Linked DNA regions of Bos taurus: region 1 is linked to region 2. Evidence: chromatin contacts called from public Hi-C data. All regions are on one chromosome and are shown on one strand. Each heading gives the region's core, a stretch centred on a gene start, on an enhancer-like site or on the middle of the called end of the contact. The rest is flanking DNA. Distances are from core to core; before and after follow the strand shown.

Evidence for each region. A called contact is a pair of places that touch in the nucleus more often than the background predicts.
Region 1: a Hi-C map of skeletal muscle shows a contact between it and region 2, with 2.8 times the contacts expected there. The contact joins two enhancer-like sites. A contact is called at or near these places in 4 of 11 Hi-C or Micro-C datasets (blastocyst, liver, skeletal muscle and 1 more).

Annotation. Positions count from the first base shown.
Region 1 is chr29:40,164,966-40,170,245 of ARS-UCD2.0, forward strand. DAGLA (diacylglycerol lipase alpha) reads left to right here. Exons shown (of 19, transcript NM_001192583.3): 4 at 477-615; 5 at 3,760-3,847. Among named protein-coding and RNA genes, the nearest start is that of DAGLA, 5.2 kb to the left of the region's middle. Within about 2 kb of position 2,451, at least 5 of the 102 cell types and tissues checked have an H3K27ac peak or open chromatin away from gene starts, as enhancers often do. A contact at or near this core is called in skeletal muscle, where this site is marked.
Region 2 is chr29:40,129,755-40,135,493 of ARS-UCD2.0, forward strand. It overlaps a transcript of DAGLA not described here. Among named protein-coding and RNA genes, the nearest start is that of DAGLA, 30 kb to the right of the region's middle. Within about 2 kb of position 3,482, at least 32 of the 102 cell types and tissues checked have an H3K27ac peak or open chromatin away from gene starts, as enhancers often do. A contact at or near this core is called in skeletal muscle, where this site is marked.

The sequences.
Region 1 (5,280 bases), core at 1,201-3,700, 34 kb after region 2:
GCAACCCTGAGGTGGAAGGGACACGGCCAGCCCTAACTCTAACCCTGAGATCAGGGGTCGGGGGGCCAGGTTAAAGGGTAGTAAGCTAGATACCTTGAGGAGGAAACAGTTTCTGTGAGCTTGGCTGATGGATTGGCTGGGCGAGGCTGTAGCCTTCATCCTGAGGTCCACTGTCCCCGCCTTGGGGGGCCCTGGTCTGGGGGCACACAGCAGCAGGCACAGAGCTGACCAGGGCTCTGGAAACCCACATAGCCGTCTGCTCTGTGCCAAGGATGGGCCTGGCGGGGGGGTGGGGGGGTGGTCACAGCTCAGCCAAGGGACGGCCAGGTAGCCGGAGGCTGGGGCTGGGGCCTTTGGAGTCTGACTGTAGGGCCCCAGAAGCATTTTGAGGTAGGGAGGCCCCAGCGCCCCTTTCTTCAGGGTCAGAGAGGTGTCCCCAGTGCCATGCCCCTTGGCTTCCCACCGCTCCTCCGCAGGGATGGTCGTCTGCAACTGGGTGGTCATCCTGAGTGTGTGCATCACGGTCCTCTGCGTCTTCGACCCCACGGGCCGCACCTTCGTCAAGCTGAGGGCCACCAAGAGGCGGCAGCGCAACCTGCGGACCTACAACCTGCGGTCAGTGGCCAGGCGGGGGTGGGACTCGCTGACCCCGGGCAGGCAGAGGCCGGCCCCGGGCCTCCCTCACTGCATCTCCACCTGTGTGAGCCCCAGGTGCTGGCCCAAGGCTTCCTGGTCTGTAAAGTGGGAACGCGATCATTCCTGCCTCGTGCAGCTGCCGGGGTGTTTATCAGAGTGGTGAACACTGGCGCTCACGGGAGCTTCGTGCTCAGATCATCTTCAGGACTAAAACATGGGAGTAGTAATAGGAAGCGCTCAGACAAGTGAGCCCAGAAGTGCACGTATTAACTTACAGTAACTCCCTGAGGTCGCTGTTGGTGTCATCCCCATAATACAGAGGAGGAAACGGGGGCACAGAGAGGTTATGTGACTTGCCTGAGGTAGCGCAGCTGGCCAACAGTGGAGCTGGGTCAAGCTCAGTCAGTCTGGCCTTAGAGCCCTGGCTCTTAACCACTAGGCGAGGCTGCCTCTAGGATTAAGGGGGCTGCAGGAGGTTAACCAAGGCAGGCTTCTTGCCGGGGGGAGTGTTTTTCACAGTGTTTTGGAGAAGGAGGGAGGCAGAGAAAATGAGGCAGGGCATCCAGGACGGTCACAGAGTTCCTGTTTATTGAAAGAAAAAGAGCAGAAGGGCTCTCAGGGTAGGCCCCAGTGGCTCCCGCTCATTGAGCTTCTGTCCGGGGTTAGGCCCTGCACTTCCACCAGCAGTCCTTTTCATCCTTTGGCCAACTCTGGTGTGGCTGTGAGACCCATTCTACAGATGAGCGGTCCGAGTCCCAGGGAGGGCAGGCCACGTGCCCCGAGTCAGGTTGGTGGGGGAGTGAAGCTGCCACTCCACCCCCAGCCCAGGGCAGCAGGGGTGGGAGCCCTCACCCAGGGGAGCGGGCTGCCTGGGCCCCCACCCCACCCTCCCACGCCCCTCCGTCCAGCCCCCCTGGGCCCTCCACGTCAGCTGGGCCCTGCAACCAGAGCCACACCCACGCCTGGACTGGCCACCTCCCAGCCCCAAATGCCAGGTTTGGGAGCTAAGGCCCCAGAGCCCGTTGTTCCTCCCGGTGGCGCAGCTGGCCACCACCACCTGTCCCATTTTGCTCATTCCGAGCACGTGCCCCCACCTGACCTGGTTTCTGGGCTCCTGGGGCCCTGGCGGGGAGGGGGGGCGGCGAGGAAATTCCCCTCCCCTACTCTGGATAATTGCCTTTGGGGCCCAGGGCAGCCAATGCCTTTAAGGTGGAGGTGGTTGGTGGTGGCTGTCATCTGAATTAGTAAGTCTTCTAGCGGTTCTGGGCCCTGTGCGGGTTGTAAAAGGCCTCAAGTTCCTAGACCCCCACCTGTTGCGGATTCTCCAGCTCTTGGATGGGCTGGAGAGGGCAGCCCAGTCCATGACTGGGTTACTGTGACCACCTCTCCGGCTCTTCCCCCTGGCCCCCTCACTCTGCTCTTAGACCAACAGAAAGTTTTTCTTAACAAGGACGTTTTTCAAGCCTGCTGACCCTTCATCTGCTTCCAGGTTTGGCTTTGTGCACAAGCCGCGCTGATCCACACCGTTGGGTTATTTTAGTTTCTGGGAGTTAGGGAGCTGCTCAAGTCCTGGGCCCTTTCTCCTTCCGGCGAAATCTGGAAGGGTTTGGGATGGGTTCTTCTCACCACTGCTCCTTGGGAGCCTGACCTTGGATCTCTGCTGGAGTGTCTGCCCTCCTTTCGCTTTAGTGAGCCCCAGGGCAGAGGTGTGCCAGGTCCATGAACTTTCGGTCCAGACAGAATGTCCCTCCCCGGTATCTTGGTCTCTGTAGCCCAACAGATGTATTAGGCCAAACATGTCATTGGCTCCATCTGCCCCCTGGTGGGCATAAAGTGTACTGCAGTAGAGTATACAGGACTTCATCTGCCAGAGGGAAGGGAGGAAATTGTCTTTGAATGTTTGACAGCCAGTTTGGTTAGAAAGAGTTAAAGAACGCGATGCTCTGGGTACTCAGCTTAGCCGACATGCTGTCCCTTCATCCAGCCCCCAGTAGAGGGGGACGTTGGCTTAGGATATGAGGCTGCCCAAGTCCCTTAGGGCTGGCAGGTTCCAGAAACAGCAAGCCCCTTGCCCTGTTTCCTAACCTACTCCTGTCGCCCTGATGGCCCTGTGGCTTCCCCTGTCCTTGCGGCCCATAGCGCTGTGGCACCAGGATTGGGAGCAGGAAGTGGCTGTTAGCTGCAGAGAGGAGGCGGAGGCAGCGACCGCCTGGCCTGTCACTGCTGATGGATGCTAAGTGCCTTGCAGGCATCCAGGGTCATTCAGAGCCTGCCCCTCCTGACCACCCAGCACCAGGCTCTGAAAGGGCTGGCGGGGAGGGCGCATGTCACGAAAGCCAGCCAGCCCCTCTTGCTCAGTCTGGAAATGTACATTTTTAATGTTGGATCTGTGATCTTTATGCTCAAAACACACACTGACCTCTGGACACTCAGCGTTGGAAGGGTCTCTGTGGATAACTGGCCAATCAATCACTCTTGCTTTGAGTGCAGACTCCTGGGTGTCCTGCCTCCCCATCAGAGCAGCCATACCCACTGGGGCTGGGGGTGGAGGTGGGGGAATGGAGAGGAGCCAGCCATGCAGATGAAGGGCAGGGCCCTCTCCCCTGTAATATAACGGATCTAAGGCGCTGCAGCATGCTGAACCTCATTCAGCCCCTTAAGCTTCCCCAAGTACAGAGATGAGAGAAATTCTTTCTGAGAGGGGAACAGGTCTGGCCAGCAGGTCTGCTCCCAATGTGGAATAAATCGGCAGGGAGGCCCAGCACTCTGCCGCCAGCTCCCAGGGCCCTTGGTTGGAGCCTTTGGCGTGGGCTTCAGGGCAGCCCCCAGTTCGGGCTCCCAGCTCCGAAGCCCCCGGGTGTGCTGGTGTCCTCGTGTCAGAAGCTGGAAGCACAGGCCCCGGCCTCGGCCAGCAGGAGCCCCTCAGGGAGAGCCCTGCAGGCTGACAGCTCGCTGGCCCCGTGGCTTTGATCCGGCCCAGGCCTGTTGTCCCCCCAGACCCTCCTGCCAGGGAGCCCTTTGCCAGGGCCCTGAGAACAGGCTGCCCTGTTTCTGTAATGTCTGGGCCCAGCTCTTCTGGTCCAGCCCTCTGACCTCACACATACCAACTCTCCCCCACTGCAGGCACCGCTTAGAAGAGGGTCAGGCCACCAGCTGGTCACGCCGGCTCAAAGTGTTCCTCTGCTGCACTCGGACGAAGGACTCCCAGTCAGTAAGTACTGGGAAGTCGCCGCCCTGGGGCTCGGGTCCTTGGCTCTGCCGGGTGGGGCGGGGCCGGGCTTTGAGCAGGACAGGAGGTGACAGCCTGCTCCTCAGAGGACCTGTTGTCATTCACCACCCGACTCCCTCCTGCATGTGAAACAGCCCTTCCCTTCCTTTGTCAGGGGACAGAAAAATGGGAAGACCTTTTATTGACCCCCTTGGAACTTAGAGATGAGTCTAGGAGAAGAGGTACTCAAGTATCAGGGCGACCTGAAGACAAAGAAAAGCCAGCAGCATCTCACCAGCTGCAAGGGCTTCCCTGGTGGCTCATCAGTAAAGAATCTGCCTGCCAATGCAGGGGACATGGGTTCGATCCCTGGGTTGGGAAGATCCCCTGAGGCGGGTATGGCAACCCACTCCAGTATTCTTGCCTGGAGAATCCCATGGACAGGGGATCCTGGTGGGGTACAGTCCATGGGGTCGCCAGACTAAACCACAACCAGCTGCAAGTCCTTCTGTAAGATCAGCTGCCGTGCGGTCAGTGCGGCCCTGGCCAGGCACCGTCAGCCCTCCGCACCCACTAGGGCGCTGCAGAAGGAAGGTGGGTCAGCAGTGGGTGGCCCCTGGGTGGGGGAGGGGAGGCAGGGCCCTGGGGAGCCCTCCGTGGAGCCCCGCCCCCTCCAGTGCTGGCAGGGTCCTTAGGGATCATCTAGCCCCACCCCTCATTTTGCAGATCAGGCAACTGAGGCCCAGAGAGGTGGAGTGACTTGCTCAGCGTCCCACAGCTAGGTAGTGGCAGAGCCAGTGAGGTCAGGAGACCACTCCTGCCTGAGCCAGACAGCCAGTGCCCTCCATGGAAGCCACCGGAAAAGCCTCCAGTGGCTCCTACCCACCCGCAGCCCCTGCTGAGCCATAGAGTGAGTAATCAAGTGTAAGAAAGCCCCTCCCACCCCCGGAGGTTCCCTGGTGGGTGGGAAGCACCCCCACGGGGCTCTCTGGGGGGGTCTCATCCAGGGCACATCCACCCCTCCTGGCAGGCAGATTAGGGGCTGGTGTTGGACTGGGAAAAGGCAGGGGGTTCCCCAGAAGCTGGGTCCCACCAGACACTGATGGTGATCAGGTCAGGTCAGGTCAGGTCCCGCCCAGAGTTTTGATCAGCTCACACTATGTTGCTCAAACATTTGCACTGGATGCCAGGATTTAAAAATCGGGGGCGTTTGTGTCGAGTTCAGTATTTCTAGATTCGGCCCTTGCATTAGGCGCTTGAGTTTGCAGCCCTTGATTTTTCTTCTCTCACAAGTGCCAGATACTCAGGGGCGAAACCCAGCAGGAGAAAGCCGGTTGCCATGAGTCTGTTCCCACCACAGCCTCTCCTGACAGGTTAGGGAAGAGGTTCCAGGCTCCCACTTGTCGGGAGGCAGAGAGGACTCTGCACAGGGCTGG
Region 2 (5,739 bases), core at 2,232-4,731:
GAGCTGATGGTTATTTCTTGAGCACCTTCTGAGACCTGGAGGTCAGTGAGAGCCACGAAAATGAAGTGGACATGCGTGCATGTATGCTCAGTCATGTCTGACTCTTTGCGATCCCATGGACTGTAGCCCACCAGGCTCCTCTGTCCATGGGATCTCCTAGGCATGAATACTGGAGTGGGTTGCCATTTCCTACTCCAGGGGACCTTCCCCACCCAGGGACCAAACCCGCATCTCCTGCGTCTCCTGCAATGGCAGACGGATTCTTTACCACTGAGCCACCGGAGAAGCCAAAGTGGCCATACCAGCACCTATAAGGTATGGAATCTGGTGTTTACAACCTATTGAGAAGCTACGAGATGGACCTAGAGGTCTCCACTGTAACATCAAGAGGTGGGTGCTACCGGAGGTCAAAGGAGAGAGAGCGACTCAAACCATGGAGATCAGGGGAGACTTAAGTGGCTGTGGCCTTTAACCTGGGCCAGCCAGGTGACTGTAGAGGAAATGGCAGCAACAGGGGATATGGCTGAGAAAGCGAGGGGCTGACCTTTTGTGGTCTGGCTTGACCGTGGGAGCAGGAAATGGAAGAGATAAAAGGTAGAGAAGTGAGTTGGGGCTGGGTCCCCAAGAGCCACAGCCGTGAGGCAGAAGGTCCGGTCCTTGAATATGGCAGTCACCACAGTGTTCTGAGCGGAGTGTGCCGGGAAGAGGTGTTGTTGCAGGTGCCAGGGACCCAGGGGCTGGGGAGCAGGAACGGGGAGGCTGGTACCCAGGCAGTGGCTGCCCTTGGGAGGCCGGGAAGGTGGAGACCACGAGGTTTGTCACTTTGGTCAGTAAGAGGGGGGGCCTGGGGCAGAGCCTCTTCTGGGACTCAGATGCGGCTCCCACACTTGCCTTCCAGCTGCTTTGACTTGGTGGGGAGGAGGTTCCAGGTTGGGGGTGCAAACAGGAGGCTGTCGGGGATGCCCTGAAGGAGGCTGTGCTCCTTCATCCCCGAGCACCCACCAAGGGGGCTCTAGTTCCTCACATTTCTTGCCAGGTGTCTGATCATTTTCTCACCACATTACCCCTTGAAGTTTTGCCTGCCCGAGTTCAGCCCAGGAGGTTACTATTCTGGGAAGTTTCATCAGAAACCCTCTTGGCGTCTGAGAGCTCTCTGAGTTGGAGGCTGGGTGGGAGGAGAGCTGGGCTTAGCTTCACCTGCGTTTGGGGAGCTGCTCCTGAGGACCAGCTCCTCCACCTGGAGATGGCCGTGCTGCAGAGCCTGCAGGCCGGGGACAGGAGGGTGGGCCGTGCTGTGTAAGGTGAGGCAGTTTACGCCCCAAAGTGGCCCCTTGTCCTTGCCTTTCCCGGAGCCATTTAATTAATTTATGATTGATGTTCCTGGACTTCCTTGAGGTTAATTTATTATTGATGTCTCTTCATTATATACAATCCGCCCTGCACCTCCCAGCACGCGGCGGCTCCCTCTGGGCAAGCCTCACGTGGGGTGAGGTCGGTGAGGCCGCTCCTCTGGCTCCCTGCCCCCACCCACCTTAGGGCCAGAGCCCCACCCTCGGCTCTTGCCAGACCCTTTCAGGTTTGAGGGGTCGGGAGGCCTCAGGGCATCTGTCTCCAGGAGCCTTTGCTCAGCCACCAAATAACAGTAATAATAACAATAGTTTCCATTTTGTGAATGCTGGGAACTCAACCTGGGACAGCATATAGCACAGAGAGAATCCCACTTACTCCTTGTGATAAGTATCCCTCTACTTGTCCATCCCTCTCCACTCGTGTCTTATAGGAGGCTCAGAGAGGGTGAGTTACCTGCCCAAGGACACACAGCAAGTAGGTGGGAAGCCAGGGCTTGAGCCCGGGACCTTCCCCTCTCCTCCCTGAGCCCTGCCTCTCCTTCAGGCCCACACAGTGCCCCCATCTACTGTGATGCCTTTCTTCCCCACCCCCCGGCCATCGCACACCAGGACTGTACTACGTGATGCGGTCAGGGGTTGGAGCACAGGCGCCCTTCTGAGTGTGTGTTGTTAAACGTTCATGGCTTGTTCCCCTCACTAATGCATGTTCTCACTAAAGACTAAAAATGATGGCAAATAGCACTTACCGAACACGCCAGGCGCCATGCTAAGCACTTTTCATGCATTAGCTCATTTAATCCCCATGACCACCCAAGAGGCAGGTGGTATTAACCCGTTTTATAGGTGAGGTGTGGAAATGTGCTCTACGTGGTCGGCTGACAGAGGGCAGAGCCTCCTGTACTCCAGCAGCCTTGAGATACAGGGTGCTGGCCTCATGCTCCCGTAATTATCTCCTCTCTCCATCTCCCCTGGCCTGTTTATCTGATATCTGTGTATTTATCCAGCGGCCTCAAACCTTTTGCATGTCTGGTTTGATATGTTGGCCTGTGTTGGATGGGACCAGGAGCACCCATTCCAAGGGTCCCAAGATGGGTGATTTTAGGGAGACAGCAAAGCAGGTCGTGGGTGCCAGGCTTGGATCCTGCCTCTGGCTCTGCTGGGCAACTTCAGATGAGTCATTCAGCCTTTCCAAGCCTCAGTTGCCCCATTTGTATAACAGCAACAATGATATTTACTCTGTCTCCTTCTCTGGCTGTGCCCATGCTCAGAGGCAATGCTGGGTGGGAAAGACACTCTGCTGGTCAGGGGTTAGAATTGCTTGTGTGTGAGATTCAAAGCTTCAGGACCTGGCATGAAGGCCAGGAATGCTTATGACTGGGCATGCATCCGGGCCAGGGATCTACACCCACGCTGTGAGCTGCCCGCACAGACTAGTGAATTCTGTGGTTTACCAGCTGGAAGGCCTTGCTTGAGGACCCTCCTGGGCCAAGAGCTGGTCAGGAGGTCCTCAAGGGGGCCAGGCCCCAGTCTGGTGTCCCAAATGGCTGACCAGCGTGCCTGGGTCCTTTGGAGGCCACCCCACCTGCCCTGGGGCCTTCGGTCATGTGGAAGTGCACGGGGCCTGCCTGGAATTCGGACCTCACCACACATCTTGTCTGCCACTTGCCCGGGCAGCCTGACCAGATCACTTCAGGCAGGTTCAGTGCGGACAGAGGATGGCTCACCATGCCACCCTGGAGTACCTCCCCTCACCCCTCCAAGTATGCGGAAAGCCCGCTGGAGAGGTGAGCCCCACGTCTGCTCCAGAAGGCGGTGAGACCGTCAGCTTCCCGATGGCAGGCTTCCCAGGGCGTTGGCTAGAAACCCTCTGCTTTCTCATCAGCTTTACTCCGAGCATGTCTCAGCGCTGGACTGGGTCTGGGGGCAAGGTTGGCGGTGCTCCCCTGGGCCCCAGGGAGGAGGGCAGAGGCCTTAGACTGTGGCAGGGGTGAGGCCCGCCTGGCATGGCCGTTGGAAATCTGTGGCCGGGTTGCAGCGAGGTGACGGCTGGTTTCATTTCCCAAGTTTCCGCCCTCTGCAGGCGGGGATTACATCAGACTCTACTTCAGAGGAGCTCTACACTGCCCTGGGCCAGCTGCCCCGCTGCAGCTTCGGGCTGGCCCAGGTCCTCCCGGCAGCCCTGGGCCCAGCGGACCGTCCTGGCCTCTGTAGTCTCATTGGACATGCTGCCTCCTGGTTGGCACTGCCCACCTAGCCCGCTCGGCCCGGCCAAGCCTCCCAAGACCACGCTGCCCCTCTTATTCTTCCAATCACCCAGCTCCGATTCATTCTCTCTTTAAAGTCAGTGTAACATAGGCCTGTGAACATGGACTTTAGCATAAAGCTCCATTCAAGTCCACTGCTATGTGGGCAAGCCCCTCAACTCTCAGAGCCTCAGTTTCCTCGTCTCTAAAGTGGGGGGGGGGTGTCTAGTGGAACACAGCACACCGGGCAGCTGTTGGGATCAAATGAGATGCCACCTCTTTGGACATTCTGCTCAATGCCAGGAGCACTGTAAATGTTACCTGCCGTCCACTCATCTGTCCCCCCAGGGGACCCTCCGCAACTTTCATGAGGCTGCATCTTGCAGCCAGGCAACCCTGGCGCTTCTCAGGGCTGGCAGTGACCCGCCGGCCCTCTGGCATCCAACCCTGTTCCCACCCCAGCACTCTCCGAGGTGGCCCATCCCTCTTGGTTCCTCTCCTAGTTTGGTTTCCTTCCCTTTGGCGCCTCTTCCATCCGGCTGCCTTTTTTTCTTTTTTCTTTTTTTTCATCCACCTTTTCCTCCCCTGAGGTTTCTGGGAGAGGCCAGTCTTTCCTTAGAGAGTCTCTGACCCCTTTGTGCCAAGGGGCCGTCCCCCCGCCCCTCCCCCTCCCCACGACTGTGGGAAGATGGACTGTGGGTGGGACTGTGCACCCCAAGCATGGGGGTCATGACTTGGACTCACAGCCAAGAACGCTGGTGACCTTGACAAGTCCAGAGTCCCATCCGGTCCTGTCCAGCCCTGGGAGCCTGTCGGTTGGGGCAGCCTCTCCTGCGACTGGAGGAGGCCAGCCTGCGCGGCCACAGCAGTGCTTCCTGAGCCAGCAGACCCTGCTTCATCCTCCTGGGTTCTGGGCACTTGTGGAAGGAGAAGGGGAGTCAAGCCCGGGGTCCTGGAGCCAGAAAATCCAGCCACATCTGGAGTCTCTTTCCTCCTAGGAAGTCAAGGAATGTTTCTCAAGAGGTGGCTTCAGCCTCATACCTTTGAGAGAACTTGGTCTTCCGCCCGACACCGTCCCTGGGACCCAGGCCAGTCTGCAGAGCCAGGAACAGCCCCGCCACTTGTAAAACTCCCATCCACCCGCTCTCAGGGACCCTGGTCAAGCAGCTACTGCAGGCCAAAGTTCCGTGCCTGGAGCTGGGAGTAAGCTAAGTTACCACCGCTTCCTCAGAGAGTTCCCAGGTTAGGGCCGGATACATAAACAGACAATGTAACAACGGCAACAAAGAGCCAAGAATCCTCTCCCTGCTGGGTACACCTTCCTCAGTGCTCTGTCTGCCCTTAACTCATTTAATGCGAAGAACAGACACAGCTCTGGTGCAGTGGGCGCTCACCCAGTTCTGTGCTGGGACCATGCCCTGGGAGGGAGGCATGTGCGTTTGACAGCTGAGGGGCGGGTTGAGGATCTCAGCTTCCTTAGAGAACTGAAGAAACCTGCTCAAGGCCGTGTGTTTGCAGCTGGCCAGCTGGGGGACCCCCATTCATCTGGCCCCTGCTCTCGGGTTGGGGGGGAGCGGCGGGAGGTGTTCATTCTTGCTCCCCGACCTGGTATCGGGTTGGGGGACCCCTTGAGCCCCAGGAAGGACAGGTTCCTACAAAAGGAAGACCCCCAGAGCCACCCTATTGCTGAGAGGACCAGCCTCCCATCTCCTTTGTCACTGCCCACGTGTGGGCCCGTCCGTGGCTCAGACCCTGTGCCTTGGCAGGCCGCTTGGGGGGGCTTCCACTCACCCCCACGCCCCCTGCCAGCCTTGCTGAGCTGCTGCAGATTGTTCTCCTTGTCGCCTGCCTGCTCCACCGTGCGGCGTAATAAATGGCTAACAGAGGGCCCCCATTCTCTGGGACCGCCTTCTCCATTTCTTGGCCCCTTCAGAGAACCTGATACCCCCCTCCACCCCAGGTGAACCCTATTCAGCAGGCTTCCGGCAGTGGTAACTAAGCCGGGCGCCCAGCCCACCACCTGCTCAGTACTTTATAAAAGTTTAACCTTAATGGTGTAATGAACTCCCATCATAAAGCGGCTGGAGCAGTGCATCCTGAGATGTATAAATTACAGGCGCCTCTGAAGTTGTAATTGGAAATGGCAG